Regions from separate parts of the Hordeum vulgare genome. Here region 2 is linked to region 1. Evidence: chromatin contacts called from public Hi-C data. All regions are on one chromosome and are shown on one strand. The core of a region is the stretch at or near the end of the contact, and the rest is flanking DNA. Distances in the headings are between cores, read along the strand shown.

Region 1 (5,301 bases), core at 2,078-4,577:
TGGTTCAGCACATCATCCATCCCTTGTACGCCTTCAGAGGCAAAAGGTGTTTGATAAAAACCGTTAGCCATTTCTTTAAGCTCATCAGGGTCATCAACAATCGCTCCCAGGGAATTTTGAAGTGCTTTTATCATATTCTTTATCCTCTTCAAACTAGAAAGGAGATGTAAAAAATTGGTATTATTATCCCCTGCTGATAGCCACTCGATTCTGGCACGCTGACGCCACGTAATTTCTTCCCGATGATACATTTCAATCAATCTTTCGGTGATCTTTAGTTCTGCGTGGCAAGGTCCCGTGCATGATGGATCCCCTCTAAGCTTTTCCAATTTACCTTTCAGTAGTTTGATCTCCTTCCTCACACTTCCAAAGGTGTTGGTGCTCCATCTCTGCAGCTTGTTTGCCTGGTTAGACGGTTTCTGGCGCATCTCATGGCTGTAGTGCACGGGTTTAACCCAGACCAACTATCAGCAACTAAGTCATGTAGGCCCTCATGTGATTCCCACATCACTTCGTACTTGAAATCTCTGTTCTTATGAATCTCTTTCCTTCGGCCAAAGTCCAGTAACAGCGTCGAGTGGTCCGAAGTCGCTGATGTCTCGTGCGCGACCGAAGCTAGCGGAAATCTAGCCATCCAATCTGTGTTTACTAGAGCTTTGTCTAGCCTGCACCTGGTATAAGAGCCTCCAATAACTTTCTTCTTAAACATCCAGAAACGACCTTTATATCCCAGATCTAGCAGCATACAAACATGTGTAGTATCTCTGAACGCTTAAATCTGAGCATTACTGCGTTATCCGACCCCAACATGCTCATTTGGACGTAAAACTTCATTAAAATCCCCCATGCAAAGCCATGTAAGGCTACTCAAAGTACTGATGTTTTTTAAAATTGTCCAAGTTTGGTGACGCAGGTGAGTTTGAGCCTCTCGATAAACTCACGTAAACCTCCACTTGTCCTCTCCTTTCTCCTCAACCGAAACATCCAGATGATACACAGAATAAGCAAGAGTTTCTATATTTATATCATTGTTCCAGAAAATACCAATACCACCACTTCTGCCTTGACTATCTATTGCAAACGAATTATCATAACCAATGGGATTAGCTAAAGCTTCTACCCTAGCACCCTCAATCTGTGTTTCAACAATGCAAAAAAGAGTAGGGGAAAACTTCCTCGCGAACTCGCAAAGCTCTCGAACTGCCGAAGGTTTGCCCGCTCTGCGGTAATTCCAGCATAAAGCACTCATTGGGCCTGGCGACGCTCCTCGAAGGAGCCCGCCAAACTTTTAATTGCTGAAATAACTCCCTCCTTTCCATCCTCGTTAGTCCTGCTTCTCTTGGGATCTCTCTGTGGTGGAGGACTCACGGTAGAGCCACCAATTTGAGCTAATGCTAACTGGTTCTCATTAGCATTCCCAGCCTCCCTGGCCATTGGGTTCTTCTGAGATACTAGCATGGCTCCCCTCACTATGCACTTTCTATTGTGATCCTCCATCTCGACATCTTGTGCACCTGCAGCCAACTCTTCAGCATCCGTAGAAACATACTTAGATGCCCCCCCTGAAAACATATTTCTATCCGGCTCATAGCTATTACCTGACCGGCCTGTCGACCCCCCTCCATTGTGCCCTCTTCCGCGCCTTCGGCCATCTCAAGGGCCTCGCCCAGTCCTCAAGAACCACGTGGCCCGAAGCTCCTTGAAAACCAGAGCCGATGGTGGATGAATCCCATTACCATGTTCCTTGAAGTGATGTCCCAGCATTCCACAAACACCGCACCAATCAGGGAGTTTTTCGTACTTGACCCTATAAATATGGCTCTTCTCATCTCTAATCATAGAAACAACATTCTTCAGAGGTTTTTGCACATTGATGCGAACCCAAGCTCGATAAAAGTTCCCCATAAAATCATTACTGGATGGTTCCGTAAACAGAACGCCCCCAACCTTAGCAGTAAGCGGAGTAACCAGATATGCATACAGGTCAGGAACATCATGGATTTGAATCCATATATCAATCGTTTCCAGCTTGACACTTGACGGTTTTGAGATCCCATCATAAGGCGCAAGGATCACTGCATCCGTCTGAAGTTCCATGGGCCTTCATTCATTACCCTCTCCCAATCTCCCAAACATGAGAATTGGACAATGTATAAATTTTCCTCCAAAGGTTTGAACCTCCTATGCAATATCCCACACCGATCTCATGTTGCGGTAGAACCATGTCTGACTGTAGGTCTTGTAAGTGTTAACCCTGACTAAGGCGGTCCATCTAGGTTCATCAGGAGGCTTTGTTTGCTCATCGTAGACTACATCATCAAGATCTTCTTCCCTCAATCCCGGTTCTTTCATCATCTGCTCTACATCACTGATTTTCGAGGAGGCCGAAGCCTCATCTGAAGCCATCGAAACCTAACCCGACATCAAAACAACGATCGGGTGTTGTGGTGCCCCAATCCTCCGACACCCAGGGTGGCCTCCCCGGCTGGGCAAACGATCAGGGATCGTCCGACAGCCAGAGACGCCCAATCATGTGGTTAATCGGCGGCGGAGAAGTGAAGAAACGCAACGGCGGCAAGATCGCCTCCGAGAGGAAAATAAACCCTAACGAGAGGGAAAACGGGAGAACCATAAATAAACTTGTTGTTGATGACAGGTCGACGTACACAACACGACACCCGAGATTTCCTTCCTGATCGCGGAGTACTCCTGTGGTTCGGTCTTCCAACAGTAGCCACCGAGTGGCCCACTAGTTCGGCCCATAAGGGATAGGTCATCCGCCCGAGGACTCCTTAGTCCTGGTCTCCCTCACGTACCTCATTATGTCTCAAGACATTTAGTCAAATCAAAGCTGGTTTCGTTTCACATCTAAGCTGGTTCGCAAAGCTAGTTTGCTTTCACACCTATTAGGGGGTTGTCCCTAATATAAATAGGCTACCTTTCTTCGGGGTATTTTTGCCATTTCTATCAAAGACCAAAGACATTGACTCCTCCTGAGATTGGGGAGCTCTTGTTATTCTTATTCTGATGATTCCTTGAGAAATTGCTTTTAATTCGTGCTCCACGACTAGATCGTGTTGTGTGGATTAGAGTTCGTGGTTTTTTTGTGGATTGCACCTATCCCGTGCTCCACGACTTGAGTGTGGTTGTGTGGGGTAGTATTGTGGGTTGCAGGCTTCTGTGAGCATCCTTTTCGTCGGGTCATAATCTTTTGTTTTTCGTTTTTCGTCTGCTTGCAGCTAGTTATCTCCATCCATTTATCGTTTTACGACGTGAAGATTGGACCTTCCCTTATACACCCTCGGCTTCGTAGACAGTGACACATTAGTCGTCGGCCATGGTCAAAGGCGTTTAGGTGAAAGGCATGCATACATGTAAGTAAGACACCCCACCTCACCCCATTTCCTGTTATCTCCTTTCACCCGTCGAATCCTCCATCCATCGTGATCCCGGCGGGGCGGCGATGGCGCTGCGGTGTGGGCTCGCGGTTGCCGGCGAGTCCCCGCGGACTGGGTAGTGAACGGTACGGCGCTGCCTCGTCGGGGCGCTTGGTGCAGTCCGCCGTGTGCGAGGAGGCGGCTGCCGCAGAGGAATCCAAGGATCTGGCGAGCCAACCCTCGGATTCGTCCGCGGCGCTCTGTGGAAAGAGCTCCGGCGACTAACACGGCTAGGCGTTGCGACGGGTTACATGCACTCGGTCCATGCGGAGGACGAATTCGTCGGCCATGGCGGTCAGGAGGTTGAAAAAATCGCGGGAGAGAAGAAGGAGAGGTAGGATCGATGCGACGACGGGGGTTCCTCTGCTCTTCTGGTGGCGGTGTCCGGGGTCGAGCGGCGGCGTGCGGTCCGATGAGCAGGCTGGGCCGCGGGGAAAGCTTCCACGCTCCATGTCCTGCGGGCTGGCTCCGTGCTTCCGCGCCCTCCGCCGCCGGGGAAAGTCCCCCGTTGAGACGCAATACAACTCTCCGGTGGTAGGCGCTCCTGCATCTGCTCCGGTCGTCGTCGCTAAGGCCGAGCCTGTGGCGTCGTCCAGGTTCCAAGAATCCAGACGAGCCCTTCGGGTACTTGGAACTTGACCATGATTTGGGGAACTTGGTGAGATTTCCGTTCCATTCCTCGCCTCACAACGGTTTTAAATCTTCGGCTGAAGTTCTAATGTAGGAATTGGTGAGCATGTCTTTTTTTCCCAAGTTGTTGCTGCGCTGAATAATCCTCTAGTTGCTCTTTTCTGCTAGCTCCCTGTGGAACATGGCAAAAAAAAATTAAATGTCAGCATGGCAAATTGTTGAACATTTAGCAGATTCCCCATACTATTTCAGTGGACTTAGACATTGGACTTCCTCTTGTCTTTGGGTAACTAGCTTGGCCATGCTCTATATGCGTCATCAATTTGGGAAGCATGCTCCTCTTCTTGGCATCATGGCAAATTAATGTGAATTTTGGCATTTGATGCTCCATGGTAATTCGTTTTTGTATGCATCATGCCGATCGTGGCAAACTTACAGGAAATTCATCATCACGACAAATTTTAATCCTAAGCATGGTAGCATGCTTTTTAAGTTTCCATGGCAAAAATAATTTCTCAAGTAAACATGGCAACATGTTTTTTTGGTTCCCATGGTGATGTGTCATCCAAATCGTTGCAAAAAGCAAAAAGCCCCTCCTCCAGCAGCTTCCCTGCTTGGATCCCTCTCCACCAGCTTCTCTACACAGATATGGCTACCACACCAAGCTGCAACAACAATTATATTCCTCCCTGTGGCACATGCTATCACAAGTTAGTTTTTTAACTAGGGGCTGATCTATATTTCTCCTATTAATACAATGTACACATCTATCTGCAAGAGCTTGATCATTCATTTGGTTGCATACATCTGTAGCTTGACAATTTAATGGTCAAAGTGAATAATTATTTGACAAGTTCTACCTAAGATTATGGACAAATTATATGTGGTTTGAGGTGTGTATAAGTCACTTGTTGCATTGACCAACCGTCCAAAATTTTAATGTTATAAGGCTCACAACTGATGCATAATTGCACGTCATAGGGTTTACCAAGTGTTATTTACCAATGACTTGCATCTTGCTTTCTTTTATCGTGGGGATGTTTTAAGCATTAGTATTTGTTTCCTATAAAAATAATGCAAGTTTATAGCTTCAGATTTAGCTTACTGATCCTTTTAATCTTGTGGTTCGTTGGCTTACTATTGATATTTAATTGATGTTTCCATTGTAACTCGTAATGTAAAATCTCGTGCTTATTGTAAAAGGCCAGATGGGAATAATCGGTTGAGTGATTAT
Region 2 (5,301 bases), core at 1,563-4,062, 63 kb before region 1:
CAGGCTCGAGTACACCCCCGCCGTCCCGGCCACCGAATCGTACTCCTCCTCTGCCTCCGCTTCCTCCTCCTCCGGTGATGGCGACGGCGACGCTTCCGCCTCCTCCTTGCCCGCCGCCGACTCCGCCGCGCCTTCGCAGCGGCGCTTCACCCGGCCGGCTATGACCCGGCAAACGAGCATGGCCCTGCGCCGCTCACCGTCACCGCCGCCCTCCCCCTCCTCCGCACCCACGGCATCGTCGTGCGCGCGGCCGCTGGTGGCCATGGTGCGGACCCCGGGCGCCCTGAACTTGAACCCGTCCCGGACGATGCCGCACGCGGCGCAGGAGGAGTTGCCGGCGCCGTCGCAGAGGTGGGTGGCGCCCCCCGCGCCGAGGGAGCACGCGAGCGCGGCGCAGTGGAAGCGGAGCAGCTCGTTGCCGTCGGCGGTGCATCGTCCGGCGCCGGTTCGCCCCCCGCGCGCCCTGGCCTTGACGGCGTCGCGGTAGGCCTCGAAGCGGGCGAGGGTGGCCGGCGCGTTGTGCACCTTGAGGATGCGGTCCACGGCGCACACCGGGCTCTGCTTCTTGAGCCAGCTCGACTGGAAGATGATCTCGATGATGTTCCGGCTCGTGTCCTCCGGCCCCAGCTCCGACACTGCGCACAGTTAAAAATATCATCTTTTTGTTGCTTATTATTATCAGCTCCACTAATAAACCAATCATATAGGTAAAACCTTATTACAGTCAAGTGTCAAAAAGCATAATTACAGTGTATATAATATGGTCAAATAGTACTTGGAACATAATTAGAGCAAATAATCTGGTCAAATTGTACTTTAGAAACAAACTGTTGAGCACTAGTCATGTCATTCATGTGATGATGACAGTAAACAATTAATCAATCCTCTAATGCATGTGTGTCCACAGTGGATTAATTCATAAGATAAGCCTTGCAATCTTGTCATGCATATAGGTTAATTGATCTGGTTCTGTGGCTGGTCAAATTGTACTTGCAAGAGAAGAAATGATATGCCCTAGTCATGTCATGGTGACTGGAACACGAACAATCTTCTTATGCAAGTGTGTCTACACTCTACAGTGGGTTAATGCATAAGATAATCCTAGGCGACTGTTGCACAGCCACTTTGCACAGTGGTTAGAGACCAGACCACCATCATCAAAAGCAGCAGGAATAATTAAAGCACACATATCATTCATCATGCATCATGCATGCCATAACCAGGCTCACTTTCACCAGTCTCATCACTCCTAAAGTTTCGGCTAAGCACTAGCACCGGATTGGATGCACCAGCTAATCTTTCTGCCATTAGAAATGCACCAAAAATAAAAATCTAAAGCATCACTTTTGCTTTAATCCTAGGAGATACTGCAGTGTTCTGTTCTACCCAGAGTAGCAGTAGCTTGGATAGCTGAAGAATCGGAACAGCAGATGAGAAGAATTAATTTTTATGCCATTAGAAATGCACTAATTTTGTTTCTGAAAATGACACTAGTGATACAGTGTTCTGTTCTTGTTCTGATAGTAGCTAGGTAGGTAAGACCAGGGTAGCTGAAGAATCAGGACCAGAGAGCAGAAGGAAGAGTCAAGAGTACTGAAATGGCGGCGACTTGCCATGAGTGACGGCGAGAGCGAGTGATGTGTACCTGCGTGGCGGGTTGACTGGTGGAGGTGGAGGCTCTCGGCCCGGACGAAGACGTCGCCGCAGTCGGGGCAGGGGAAGATGGCGGCGCGCATGGAGGACCCGCCGCCGGCGGGGTCCACCACCATGTGGCACTCGTAGCACCCGGACAGCCTGCGCAGCCGGAACGACGATCCGCCGCCGCCCGCCGTCGACGAGGACGACGATGCCGTGGACGACCCCCAGTGCCTCGACGACGAGCCCACCACCACGCCTGCCGTCTCGCTCTGTCCCTGCCCCTGCTGTTGCGGCTGCTGCAGGGGCTTCTTCACCCGCCGCTCGCCGCTACCGCTCACGGACGCCCGGCGCTTGCACGGCTCGCCAGCTCCAGTTGCGGAGCCGGAGAGCGGCTCCTCCTCGGCGGGCGGCCGGTGGAGCGTGACCCTGCGGGGGCTGGCGTCACGGAGCTTGCAGATGGAGGCGGAGCAGCCGAGCTGCGTCTGCTTCTTGGACTTCTTCTTGCACCTCCTGGCCGCATCCTCTGCCGGCACCGGCTGCGGCTGCGCGCGCTGACCCTGCTGGTGCTGCGCCGCATGGCTGTTCCGGCAGGAGAAGAGGCTCCTGAGAGCCAGCCTGTAGGACGGGCTCTCCACCGCCGCAGCAGCAGCGGCCCCTGCACCTCCATGGCCGCTCTGCTGCTTCTTGCAGCCCTGATCCGCCGGCTTCTCCTTGTCCGGCTTGGGGGTGGCCGGTGATGCTGCCGCCAGCTTCTTCTTCCTCACGGTGGTAGTGGTGGTGGTGGCGCTCTTGGCGCCGGCCGATCTGCTCGGTTCCACCATTGCCTTGCCGCCCTCTGAAGAATCAAGTGAGCTCTTGGAGACAGATGCTGGTAATAAACTTGTTCGCTAGCTTGGATTTGTTGCGTAGGCAGATCAAGATTCAGGTGTGAGTGAGTGAGAGTGAGCGTGAGCGTGAGCGTGAGCGAGATGAGTGGTATGATGGGTGCTGGGATGGGATGGATGATGGCTGCTAGTGGTAGCTAGCTGAGTAGCTTGATGGATGTGGCCAAAGTGGCCGGCTGCTCTGCTGCTTTATGCTTTGTGGGGGAGGGAGGAGGAAGAAAGGGGCCGGCCGGCCAGCCAGCTAGGGGATGGTGAGACAATTATCCTAATGTAATAGCATCCATTAAACGAGTCTCAAACTTCCGGTCACTCCTCTCGGTCATTGTTCGATCATAAAAAAATTGATACCGTCCTCGTATCCATCTCAAATGACTGGGCTGACCGGCACAATCCATCTTAAACATGAAGACGATATCAGGGCTCGCGGATTTGCCCGGGCATGTCCGGTCAGTCCGGTCAGTCCGCCGCATATGACGGGACCCCACCCTGAACCATCATTTTTTTTTCTTTATTTATTATTTTTTTTCTCTCTTTTCTTCTTCGCCAAACGCGTGCAAGTGAAAAAAAAATATGAGAGGGGTGGCTACGCGGATGAAAAAGTAGGGGATCAAAACGAACACACCCGATCACTGACCGGTTGTATCCGCGGTTGTTTGAGGGATCGGATTTGTAAGTTCCGGCTGTAGATGCTCTAATAAACCATCTTATTACTTACTCTGTATAATCTAGCATGTCACTTTTCTGCAAAAAAAAAAAGAAAAAAAGGCCTAGCATGCCACTGTGTCATGTACGTAATCATGCTTAATCTTAAGAAGAAGAAGAAGAAGAAGAAGAAGAAGAAGAAGAAGAAGAAGAAGAAGAAGAAGGGCGATCTGGTGCGTAGCATGGCATTGCGTCATAATCATGTTTAGGAATCTGAATTAAAGCGAGTTTGGTTTGTTGAATCCGTACGTTTGGGACTTGGGAATTCATCTCCTGCCTCGAGCCTTGCAGTTAAACAACACAAGAGCCCACGAGCGAGCGAGCTGGTACCTGGTGTTTCCGTTTAGACTATTGAGCATGGCTCTGAACCGGATGCACATGTGCCAATCTGCCCAAGATACCATCATCCAAGCAGAGAACATATTCTTCTTCATGATTATGTACGTGGCGCTAAGTGCTAGTAACTCCTCCATATGGGATGGGATTCCAACTTCCCCTGCCTGCAAGAGGAAGAGGAAGAGGATGGTATGTTTCCACCGGTCCAAATTCCCTAGTCTCAGTTCTGGTACTACCGTCCGTATATGTATTTTGTTGTTAGGCGAGGACAGCGACTTAACACCTAGGTCGACGTACTGACATACTCCATGCTACTGTGTACCGTCTGAATGTACTAGCATGTGTTGTATCTGAATGAGAGTGGCCAACACTTTAGTCTTTACCTGAAAAAAAAGGACACTGGTTGGTTGGGTGACTGGTAGATAGATTGTGCATGCAGTGGCAGCGGTGGTGGTGGTGCACTAGTGAGGGGCAGGGCAGGGAAATGGCCATGGCAGTTCGTTGCAGCAAGCCAGCCTGCATCATGCATGCATGTCCATGGATAATCTGCCAAGGATAAACGGATAACAGAGAGCGTTTATTCTATGGCTGTGTGTGACCGTGGCCTGTGGGTTATGGGCATGCACGTACGGTCCGAGGTGGGTCAGTGCGTGGTGTCTGGTGTGCAAGCCATTGCGTTGTGTTGGTCTTCTTGTCATTCTTGCTTGATGCTAGCGCAGGTGGGGCTCTCACATCAAGTGAGGGAATGGGGCGTGTTTCTCCCCGGAATGGAATTAAATCCTCCCAGGCCCTATGCTTCATCCTCATTGGATGCCATGTGTCCCACTTAGTAACTCACATTTGCTCCATCTTGGCCTATTTTGTTTCTTCAGAAGAAAATAAAATAAACTGTTCACACAATCAATTTGGGGCATGTTTGCTTGGAAGCTCATTTTGCCATAGTTTGTGACACAATTTTCTCCAAACATGCTTAAACTTAGGCCAACTCCACCGCGCAACCTCAAACGGACGTTCGTTTTGCCAGGATTATGTCTGTTTGGGTGGGGACATGTCCGGCCCTGTCCTGGCATGCGCTTGCCGCGCGCGCAGCGCGCGGCCGCATCCGTTTGTCCTATCTTGTCCGCCTCCAAAAAGAACAACGATTCAAATGCCAGCGGCCTAGTTCACGCCGACGGCCCTAGTTCACGCCGAAAACACAGCCAGTGGCCTACACGTCCTCGCCGGCAACAAAGCCAACGGCCGGCAACACAGCCAGCCTCCAAAATGAATCTGTTTCTCGCCGGCACACAGCCAGCGACCCAGCGGCGGCACCCATGCCAGCCTCCAAAAAAGAACGGCCACGTCCGATTGGACGACCTAGTTCAGGTCGTCGGCGTCAAACATCTCCTTCTGCATGGCCTCGAACCAGCTCCTCGTCTTCTCGCTCATCTTCGTCAAGTCCACGCTCATGATCGCAAGGGCCACCTCCTTCGCTTTGGTTTGAAGCATTGGTGGCCTCGATGTCGAGCTGCCTCTTCCTAGCCTCGACATTGGCGGCCTCGATGTCGAGCTGCCTTTGCCGGGCCGCCTCCTCCAGTTCGATCTTCCTCTTCTTGGCCGCCTCCTCCATCTCTAGCTTCTTCCTTTGAAGCTCCAGGTATTGCTTCATTTGCTCGTCCTTGCTTTGCCGCTTCTTCTCATCCCCCGTGTCCTTTTGAGACATCATGCCATGCAAAGTCTCATGCAAGGCCATGGATGCGGC

Evidence for each region. A called contact is a pair of places that touch in the nucleus more often than the background predicts.
Region 2: a Hi-C map of leaf shows a contact between it and region 1, with 2.1 times the contacts expected there. The contact joins the promoter of LOC123428527 here to the enhancer-like site in region 1. A contact is called at or near these places in 2 of 6 Hi-C or Micro-C datasets (leaf and seedling).

The regions. Positions count from the first base shown.
Region 1 is chr2H:659,299,312-659,304,612 of MorexV3_pseudomolecules_assembly, reverse strand. No RefSeq gene overlaps it. Among protein-coding and RNA genes, the nearest start is that of LOC123428956, 58 kb to the right of the region's middle. Within about 2 kb of position 3,327, at least 2 of the 3 cell types and tissues checked have open chromatin away from gene starts, as enhancers often do. A contact at or near this core is called in leaf, where this site is marked.
Region 2 is chr2H:659,361,778-659,367,078 of MorexV3_pseudomolecules_assembly, reverse strand. It overlaps LOC123428527, which reads right to left and starts at 2,812. Exons shown (of 2, transcript XM_045112752.1): 1 at 1,646-2,812; 2 at 1-635. The coding sequence starts at 2,459.